2 separate regions of the Xenopus tropicalis genome follow, and region 1 is linked to region 2. A link is a contact called in public Hi-C data. All regions are on one chromosome and are shown on one strand. Each heading gives the region's core, a stretch centred on a gene start, on an enhancer-like site or on the middle of the called end of the contact. The rest is flanking DNA. Distances are from core to core; before and after follow the strand shown.

Region 1 (4,208 bases), core at 113-2,612, 320 kb after region 2:
ACCAGCGCAACAGCTAAATATTGTGAGTTCAGCAGTTATTTTACAAATCATGAGACATACTTCACAATTCCTAGTATGAGAGAAAGCCCCCAAAATGCTGTGCTCGCAGTCCACCATATTTCAGACTTTGCACTAATAACTCCAGAGTCTGCGGCCCATGCTATGTGCTCACAAGGGTAATAGAGTTGATCAGATATGTTACTGAAGATCGAGATCCACCTGATGATTGGGTCTTTCTCCTGCATGAATGAGGGATAATTTAGATTTTTATCACCATCATCACCATGTAATAATAAAACAAATGACTTAATTCCTTTATTTTTAACTTCACAGATATTAAATGGTAAATTTGTGCTTAATATTTATTTTATATAAAGCACAGATATATACAAAAAAATCATGCTATGCATAACCATGACAGGGGAATAAATAACCTTCAGCCTGAATAAAACACCAATATCCAGAGGCGATTTGCAATCATCTTTTTTCAGTATTTAGCACAGTTGACAAACCAGGAGGGTAGAAAAAAGGGGGCTGCAGAAGTAAAGGTATATCCTGTTTGCTAGATGTAGTTTAACATTGTGAAAAAATTTAAAATCTGTCCCTTTAAACAACATAAGTATCAAATGGAGCCAATCATGTAAGTCTTCTTTGGCTACATATTGGTCAGATGTACCCACTGGACAGTAGTGTGTAAACGGTCATCTCACCTTTTTTCCCAAGCCATAATTTACAGAGTACGCGAGCATGGCAAGATCATCAAACAGCCGTAGAACTGTCCGGCAGTGGCTGAGCTGTGATGCCACAACCAGAAGGCTCTTTCCCCAGTTGTGATCCACCTCACTCTTGTTTGACATCACCCCACCCAGGAGCTGACAGCTGTAACATAGCGTTCTGACCTGAAATATAAATGTACAATGAGACCTGAAGAGCAGCCATTTTCTGCAATATCATTAACTATTAATCAGCTGGTGACTTGATGCAACTAGTGAGGCTCGTTTAAAGTGCACCAACTCTTATCCTGCCTGGCTGCATGTGTCTTTGAAAGTTTCCTGCAGCCTCTTGGCAGTAGTTCCTGAGTATAACTGCAATAGATGCATTTTAGCTCAATCATGCCTGTTGCCCTGGAGAAGTTATAAACTCACCACTCTGTCTCTCCCTCTGTAAGATTCCAAGACATTTACAAGACCAGACACTGCAGCAGCAGCAGCCATTGCAACAGCTTTCTGTAGAGAGCAGGGCAGAGGTAACAGGGTCACAAGCAAAGATCAAAGAGCTACAGTGATAGCCACAGATAAATAAGTGATATGTTGCAACAACCAGGAATACGTCAGCCACTCCTACTTATCCCTTTGCATTCAAGGATCTGCCTCCTACATATCAACACTATTTCTGCGAGTTAACACCATCACACTGCAGCCTCGTCAGCTTCTTAACTTCTGTGTTCCAAACCTCACTCTGGTTCTCTAAACTCCACCCCCTCCATGCTGCCAATTCTTAAAGGGAACCTGTCACTTTCCTACTGTTAACACTTATCACGTACAGAATAGGCTGAGTGCGGTGAATACAAAAGAAGCCCCATAAGGGCTGTGTGGGTAATAGGCCGGATGAAATCAGTCTGGGGGGGTTTATTAATTGATACACAATGGCATACCCCCCAACTGTCCCGCTTTTCGCGGGACAGTCCCGCTTTTTATGGCGCATCCCGCTGTCCCGGATAGTTCCATGAATGTCCCGCATTGCGCTTGCTGTAGCCGGATGTTCTTGCTTCTTCTGCGGCTTCGTTATGCCTCTCCTTGTGCAGCGCGACAGGCCTTTTTATAAGGTTGCGCCTGTGGGTGTGACGTCATTACGCAACCTTATAAAAGGGCCTGTCGCGCTGCACAAGGAGAGGCATAACGAAGCCGCAGACGAAGGCTGCGCCTATGGGAGGTACTGTGAATGGGGGACACTGTGTATTGGGGGGTACTGTGTATTAGGGGCTACTGTTTATAGGGGCACTGTGTATTGGGGGCTACTGTGTATTGGGGGCTACTGTGTATAGGGGGCTACTTTGTATAGGGGGCTACTGTGTATAGGGGGCTACTGTGTATAGGGGGCACTGTGTATGGGGGCACTGTGTATGGGAGACTACTGTGTATTGGGGGGTACTGTGTATTGGGGGTACTGTGTATGGGGGGCTACTGTGTAAAGGGGGCTACTGTGTATGGGGGGGCTACTGTGTATGGGGGTACTGTGTATGGGGGGCAAAACTGGTACTTAGTTATAACTCACTTATAACTGACTGTCTTCTCTCTATACTTGTATTTTAATGTAGGAGTTGCTATATTGTTTTCCTTAGGTCGTTCAGTATGAGGGTATAGCACATTTTCGTCTGCGCCCGCCATTTGATCTATGTAAAAGGGGTATTTTTTTAAAATGGGGTGTGGTAAGTGGGGCGTGGCCACAAAAGGGGGCGCACGCCAAATCTTTTTGTCCCTCTTTTCATTTTTCAAATGTTGGGAGGTATGCAATGGGTGATGGGAAATAAGAGGCTGACTGCAGTGGCTACAAAAGAAACCCCATAAGGGCTGTAAGCTGCCGGAAGAAACCAGGCTCTGTGGGGGCTTTTTGTTGATTAGAAAAGAATAGGGTGCTGGTAAGGCACTGAAATAGGGAAACTAGTCTGGGGGTTAATTTTATTGATTATAAAACAATAGGCCCCTGGGGGAGCACTGAAACAATTTGGGAGGTATTTTAACAATAGGCTGTTTAGGAGGTGGGGAAAAATCTGGGGGAGGGATTTGGTGTATCAAGGGTACGTAACTTGTGTTTTTTCTTCCACCCTCCCTCCCTAAGTTTTTCTAGGTTAATATAAGCATGAAATACTGCTTAGCAGCAGGAGAGAGGCGGCAATGCGGGCCCCATATGGTGGTTGGCAGGGCCTGGAACTGTGCGGGGGCAACCGCTGGGAATCCACCTGGCACGGATTCTGCTTTCTGGCCTTGGGGATAAACCAAGCAAAGCCCATTTTAACAGAGGGGCAACCACTGAGGGGCTCACTGGCACTGGTTCTGCTTCCAGGTCAACGCGTATCCCTACAGGAGAAGCCCAAATGTGTTTTTGGAGGGGCAACCACTGAGGGGCTCACTGGCACTGGTTTTGCTTCCAGGCAGGAATCCCTACAGGTGAAGCCCATATATGTCTATTATGACAACTGGTGGTGGGCCTGCCATTTGCAATGGTGCAAATTGTGTTCTCCCTTAAATGGGAATGATTTGGGGCCCGCATTTTATTCAGTGAATTTATAGTCAAAATTTTTAATAAACATGACCTCCCCCTTTTTTCCAAAAACTAATTATGTTGTCTGAGTGGTTATTATGATTACTGTCTTATGATAGAAGTTGGTTGTTGGGGGTTTTGCTTTAGTGATAAGAGACCAATTACATGCTAGAGACCTTAATGTGTGAACTGGGATTCCAAATTTGCCCTGGTATTTCCAAAACACAAAGGCCCAAACAGACCCGCAGGCCCACTAAACAGTGACTGTCCATGGTATCTTACAGCAGCCCTAGGGTGGCACCTTTGTTCAGTTATAAACTTTGACAAAGGGGGCATGTGATGATGTCTGTGGTATGCGGTGCCGATGTCATCACGCAAACCATCTCCGGCGTCATGTGATGACGTGATTACCTTGGAGACGGGGTTGTTACGTCCGCCAAATACTATTTAAATGGTTTCTGCTATGTTTTCTGAATGTTGAAAACCAGTCAGAAAGCTTTGACCCGGACAGCCCCTTGAAGAACCAGGCTGACAGGTTTAACTCTTTTACTGCCAACGACGTATGGGATACGTTGTGGCAGTAAAAGGGCTTAAATGCCAACGACGTGTCCCATACGTTGTTGGCATTTAAGCGCTGCTCTCTGCAGCTTCTAACAATGACAGCCCCCCTGGGCAATGTGCCAGGGGGGCTGTCATGAGGGTCCTGCGATCGATCGGGTCGCAGGACCCTCCAGGAAGCAGCAGACGCGATCACATTGCGTCTGCTGCTTCCTGCTTCCTTCTTCCCCCCCAGCGCCGGCCCAACTGAAGAGGAGGCGATCGGGTCTTCAGGACAGGTAAGGACTTTTTTTTTATTCTTGCATTTACACACTTTTGACACACATTTACATACATTTATACACACTTACATACATTTACACACACTTACAGCACACATTTTAGCATTT
Region 2 (4,383 bases), core at 574-3,073:
ACTAAGGTTAGTGCTGTCTGCAGCAGCTTTTCAACATGTTTCATAAAAGGCATACACGGAAGCATTAGATAAGATCCTCATTTGCTTATCTCGTTGTCATTACTAGAAAAGAATGTGGACTGTATTCTTTCCTTAGAAAAGTGCTCCCAAAGCCACCCCTGGTCCAGTGGTACTTGCTGTAATGATTTGGAAATAAACTGTAAATCCTCTTTTGGTCAAGAAGGTTGGGTGGTAGACAAAAGGGTTGGGTGGTGTTTCCATAGGCTGGAGTACAAATTAACACTTTACTGCAGCCTATCAAAGAATTACTCAGTCTCCAGCTCAGCATGAGTAATGTAACCAGCCCTCTGTTCCCAGGGACATCAAGCAGTGGCAGAATTTTGGCTGTGGTAACACAAGGCTGGGACAGTTTGGTGGGCACTTTTGTAAAAGAAAAAATATCTTTCATTTTTACTAATACTGTCACATACTTCTGCATTTCCTTTGTGTGAATATCTGCGTCCTGCATTAGGCCATTCTAGATTCAAAATGGGTGCACTCTCGTGCCTTAGTGTGCTTGCACTCATGCCCCCCAAGGTTGTAAATTACCCCTTATATTGTCAAGGCTAATACCTAGTAAACAGGTTTCTAGGCTTTTCTTAGTTGGTCACCACATCCATATGATCTAGCACTTGGGTCCAGATCCAAGCAGCAAAGAGGCTCTGTGTACATTGCAATACACCGTGTCTGTAGTTTAGGGATACAAGTTAGTTATGTCTAATGCATTTCACTAATCTTTCACCAATCTTTATTGCTTAGTTACAAAGGTCCTGTTGTCTTATATCCCTTACACTCTCTGCTATTTGTGGATTAACAAAGTAGGATTGAATATACAACGGGTCTGAATAGAGCCAAATTATCTGTAGTTTGTACAAAATTAAGAGATTCTGAGAACGAGCACATAATTTTAGTCTAAATATGCATTTTATGTTCTGGGTGTGTCTTGGTCAATTCTTAAATGCACTCCCTTCTCTGCAAGTTTCTGCGCTGATCAGGGGCAAATGACATGGTGTTGGTGACAGGACTGTGCGGGCAAAATAGGGCAGCTTGTCTATGTTCTCCTAGGATGCTATTTCTTGTATTTGTTCTTACTAGCATTGGTTTTACCTAAGTGCCTTTGAGTTGTTCACACCCAAGTAATGGTCTCTTGTTGTATAATCATTTACCTTGTATGTCATTTGCTATTATTAAAGGAGACATATTGGATAAATGGGAAAAACCCTAATTTTGTAGGCAATTATGAATAATATACGGTGCTGGTTTCACTTTGTGCTAAATATTAATCCTCTCTGTAAAAAATGGACCCTTTATTGGAGCTCCCTATAGATGGTATCACTTATCCGTCCAGTGTGAAATGAAGAGTGGGCGTGTCCTAAAGGTCCCTGCCAGAAGCACAGTAGGAGGGGGAGAGCCAATCACAGCCCTGCCCTCACACAAGCACAGACAGGCTTCAGTTCCCTATCAGGTCGGCCTGGGTGCTGATTGGTTCCTATCCTACAGTGGAGTGTACTGAGAGCCGCCAGCTCCCCTGCACATCCAGAGAATTCAGCCAGCAGGAAGTGGCACAGATGGGCGGGGCTAGTGGGGGTTTTGTGGAATTTCTCAATAAATCAGTCAGAAACACAACTTTTTAAGCACAATCCTTCTATATCTAGAGGAGTATAATTCCCTGGTACATTCTTAATTTTTATAGGATATGTCTCCTTTAACAGTTTTAGAAAACTGCAACAAAAATAGCATTGGGAGATCAATGACATGTCTTTAAAGGAGGGATACAATCCATGCATGCGTATAATCATCCCAAAACATTCCAGTTCAGTAATCCGTCAAATCGTGTCTCTGATCTCCAGTTTGAACTTCGCTGCTTTAGAAAACTGCACCATCGAGAATCTCCAGAGTCAATGCAACAGCACGTGACATAGGACTGCCCGAACGCTCAGATACAGAGGACCAATCAGCTAGTAGATATTGCATCATGTGGCACAGACGGGGGGTTTGGGCTAACATTAAGTAATATGTGAGGTTGTGCTTCTACTCTTTCGTCCAATAAGCGCTCGCTCGCATGAATGTACGATGCCCCGCCTCTAGTTAGCAACGCTGCCTCCCTTCAATGCCCTCTTCTTTTCCATCTCATCGGGTTGCCATAGAGACAGCGGCCTTGCCGCCTCATGCGCCGTTGCTGCCCGGTTCTGTTTGTAAACAGCCCCGGGGACCCGCCTCCCTCACCTTCCTCCTCCTGCCCCCGCCCACCGGAGCCTCCCCCATCCAAGATGGCGGCGGGTGGGAGCGGCGGCCTGTCGTTTCCCGGGGTGGTGGGGAACAGCGCCCCCAGCAACCGCGGTGGCTCCTCGGCCTCCTCGTACAACTATAGCGGCGGGGCTGGGGCCTCGTCCCCCGGGAATCAGGCAGCTGCTGCAGTTTCGGCATCTGGAGTTTCGCCTCCTGCTGCACCACCGCCGCCTCCTCCTGCTGCTGCTGCTGCTGCTGGCCTGCTCCGGGAGCCCGTGTACAACTGGCAGGCCACCAAAACCACGGTGCGGGAAAGGTTCACCTTCCTCTTCAACAACGAAGTGCTAAGCGACGTCCACTTCCTTGTGGGGAAAGGACTGGGAAGCCAGCGGATCCCGGCGCACAGGTATGTGGTACAGGTGGCATAGTGACAGGCTAGTGGGATGCCCAGCGCAGTACGGACCCAGTCAGCCATTCCTCTGCGGCTGATACTGGCATTGGCTAATATATATATATATATATATATCTTAAGTGCTTGTGCCACTCGCCATTGGCAGTTTGCTTTACACATCCTCATTGCGTGCTGTCAGAGTTACCCAAGAGACCTAAGCAGGGCTGATGCCATTCATGCTGGGCCTCATATAGATAGGGTCTGCTGTATAGGGCAGTGTCATGAGATGAATCTAAATCGTATTTATTTACATAACATTCTGTGCATAAGGATCAGTGTGCCAACGGGGAACTTTGAGGGAGAGGTATGCTTCTCTGTTGACATAAGACATGATGTCAACAAGGACACAAGGCTGATGGATTCCTGAAAGCCCATTGCAAAGCTGTGAGTGGTAAGCCTTTGTGCAACTACAGTGGGTACTCTGCACTACACTGGCACAAAACATTATAACTTGGCTATGTTGGCCTAACATTCACTAATAGTAACTTGCACATCAAGGTGAGACATGTGCATGCCCAGGCGTGTGTGTGTGTACTCCACATTCTGCCTTTATTGCCTAGTGCCAACTGAGGGCAACTTATTGATGAGCCTAGTAAAAAGATGAATTACCAAGAATTAGAAGTCATTGAAATATAATGTAAAACATTTAGCAACATTAGTGTTTGTCAGTCCTTTCTATTCTCTGCCCTGGTGCCTCTGACGTTTGAAACAATGTAACCCAAGCCAGCAGACTGACAGACCTGACTTCCTGGAAGACATTATTTAAAAAGTCATAACGAGAAGTTAAGTAAATGCTGCTTTCAATAGCAATTATATTTACAAATAACTGTTAATGTACGAAACATTTTTATTAATTTCATTTTGGAAAGTTTCTTAGAATCATATTTTCTTTTATTAGAAAAACATTTTGGGGCTTGGTGTCCTTTAAAATAAGTAAAGTTCGCAAACTGCAAGACTTATTTGAAAGCCTTATTTGTGGACATTGCTAAAATCTGTTCCAGTAAACGGAAAAATTAGAGATAAATTGATTAATGGGGATGTCTGAGTACTTTTGAAATGTAATGTTTTTTTTTTTTTTAAGATTTAAAAATATTAATATCAGGCTTTCAGCTCAGCAGCCCTTTCTTAGAACTGCTGTGTTGGGTTAACTTAATGTGCAAACAGCATCTCCAATGAAAAGCAGCTCTGCATCACACTCTCTCTCTTTTTGGGATTTTAAAGCTGCATTGACAGCCAGAGGGGAATATCTGCTTCCCTAGAATTTTCCCCTATTACATATTTATCAGATCAGGGATCTGACAGGGACCTGATGAGGTCACATGCATACCTCAGAAAAAGTACCTTTTTAAATTTAGTGCTTGAGTGCATTTTGTTATTTCCCTTTCCAGTCCTAACCAAGCTTAAACTGCAGATACGTTTAGTAGAGCAGCCTAAGCAAGTTAACTCTTATTTTATTTATTTTTGCTTTTAGTTTCCTTTCAAGTGTAGTTCACTAGTCTCATATATTTGGTTGTCCAAAAAATCACACAGGGTGAATGTGATTTTTTTTCATGTCCCCCAAACTGCTCAACACCTCTATTGACCTCTTTGTAGGTCATTATTTTATTATGATCTGGCCCTCAACCATGTAGTATAGTGATTAGCTGGTCCACAATATGGAAACA

What was found. A called contact is a pair of places that touch in the nucleus more often than the background predicts.
Region 1: a Hi-C map of neurula embryo shows a contact between it and region 2, with 2.7 times the contacts expected there. The contact joins the promoter of pex11g here to the promoter of btbd2 in region 2. A contact is called at or near these places in 2 of 5 Hi-C or Micro-C datasets (brain and neurula embryo).

Annotation. Positions count from the first base shown.
Region 1 is chr1:103,290,284-103,294,491 of UCB_Xtro_10.0, forward strand. It overlaps pex11g (peroxisomal biogenesis factor 11 gamma), which reads right to left and starts at 1,363. Exons shown (of 4, transcript NM_001079302.1): 1 at 1,146-1,363; 2 at 711-899; 3 at 1-239. The coding sequence starts at 1,214. The coding sequence ends at 48. All of the region lies in intron 1 of b4galt1l (beta-1,4-galactosyltransferase 1), which reads left to right.
Region 2 is chr1:102,966,510-102,970,892 of UCB_Xtro_10.0, forward strand. btbd2 (BTB/POZ domain-containing protein 2) reads left to right here and starts at 1,824. Exons shown (of 9, transcript XR_208219.4): 1 at 1,824-2,674.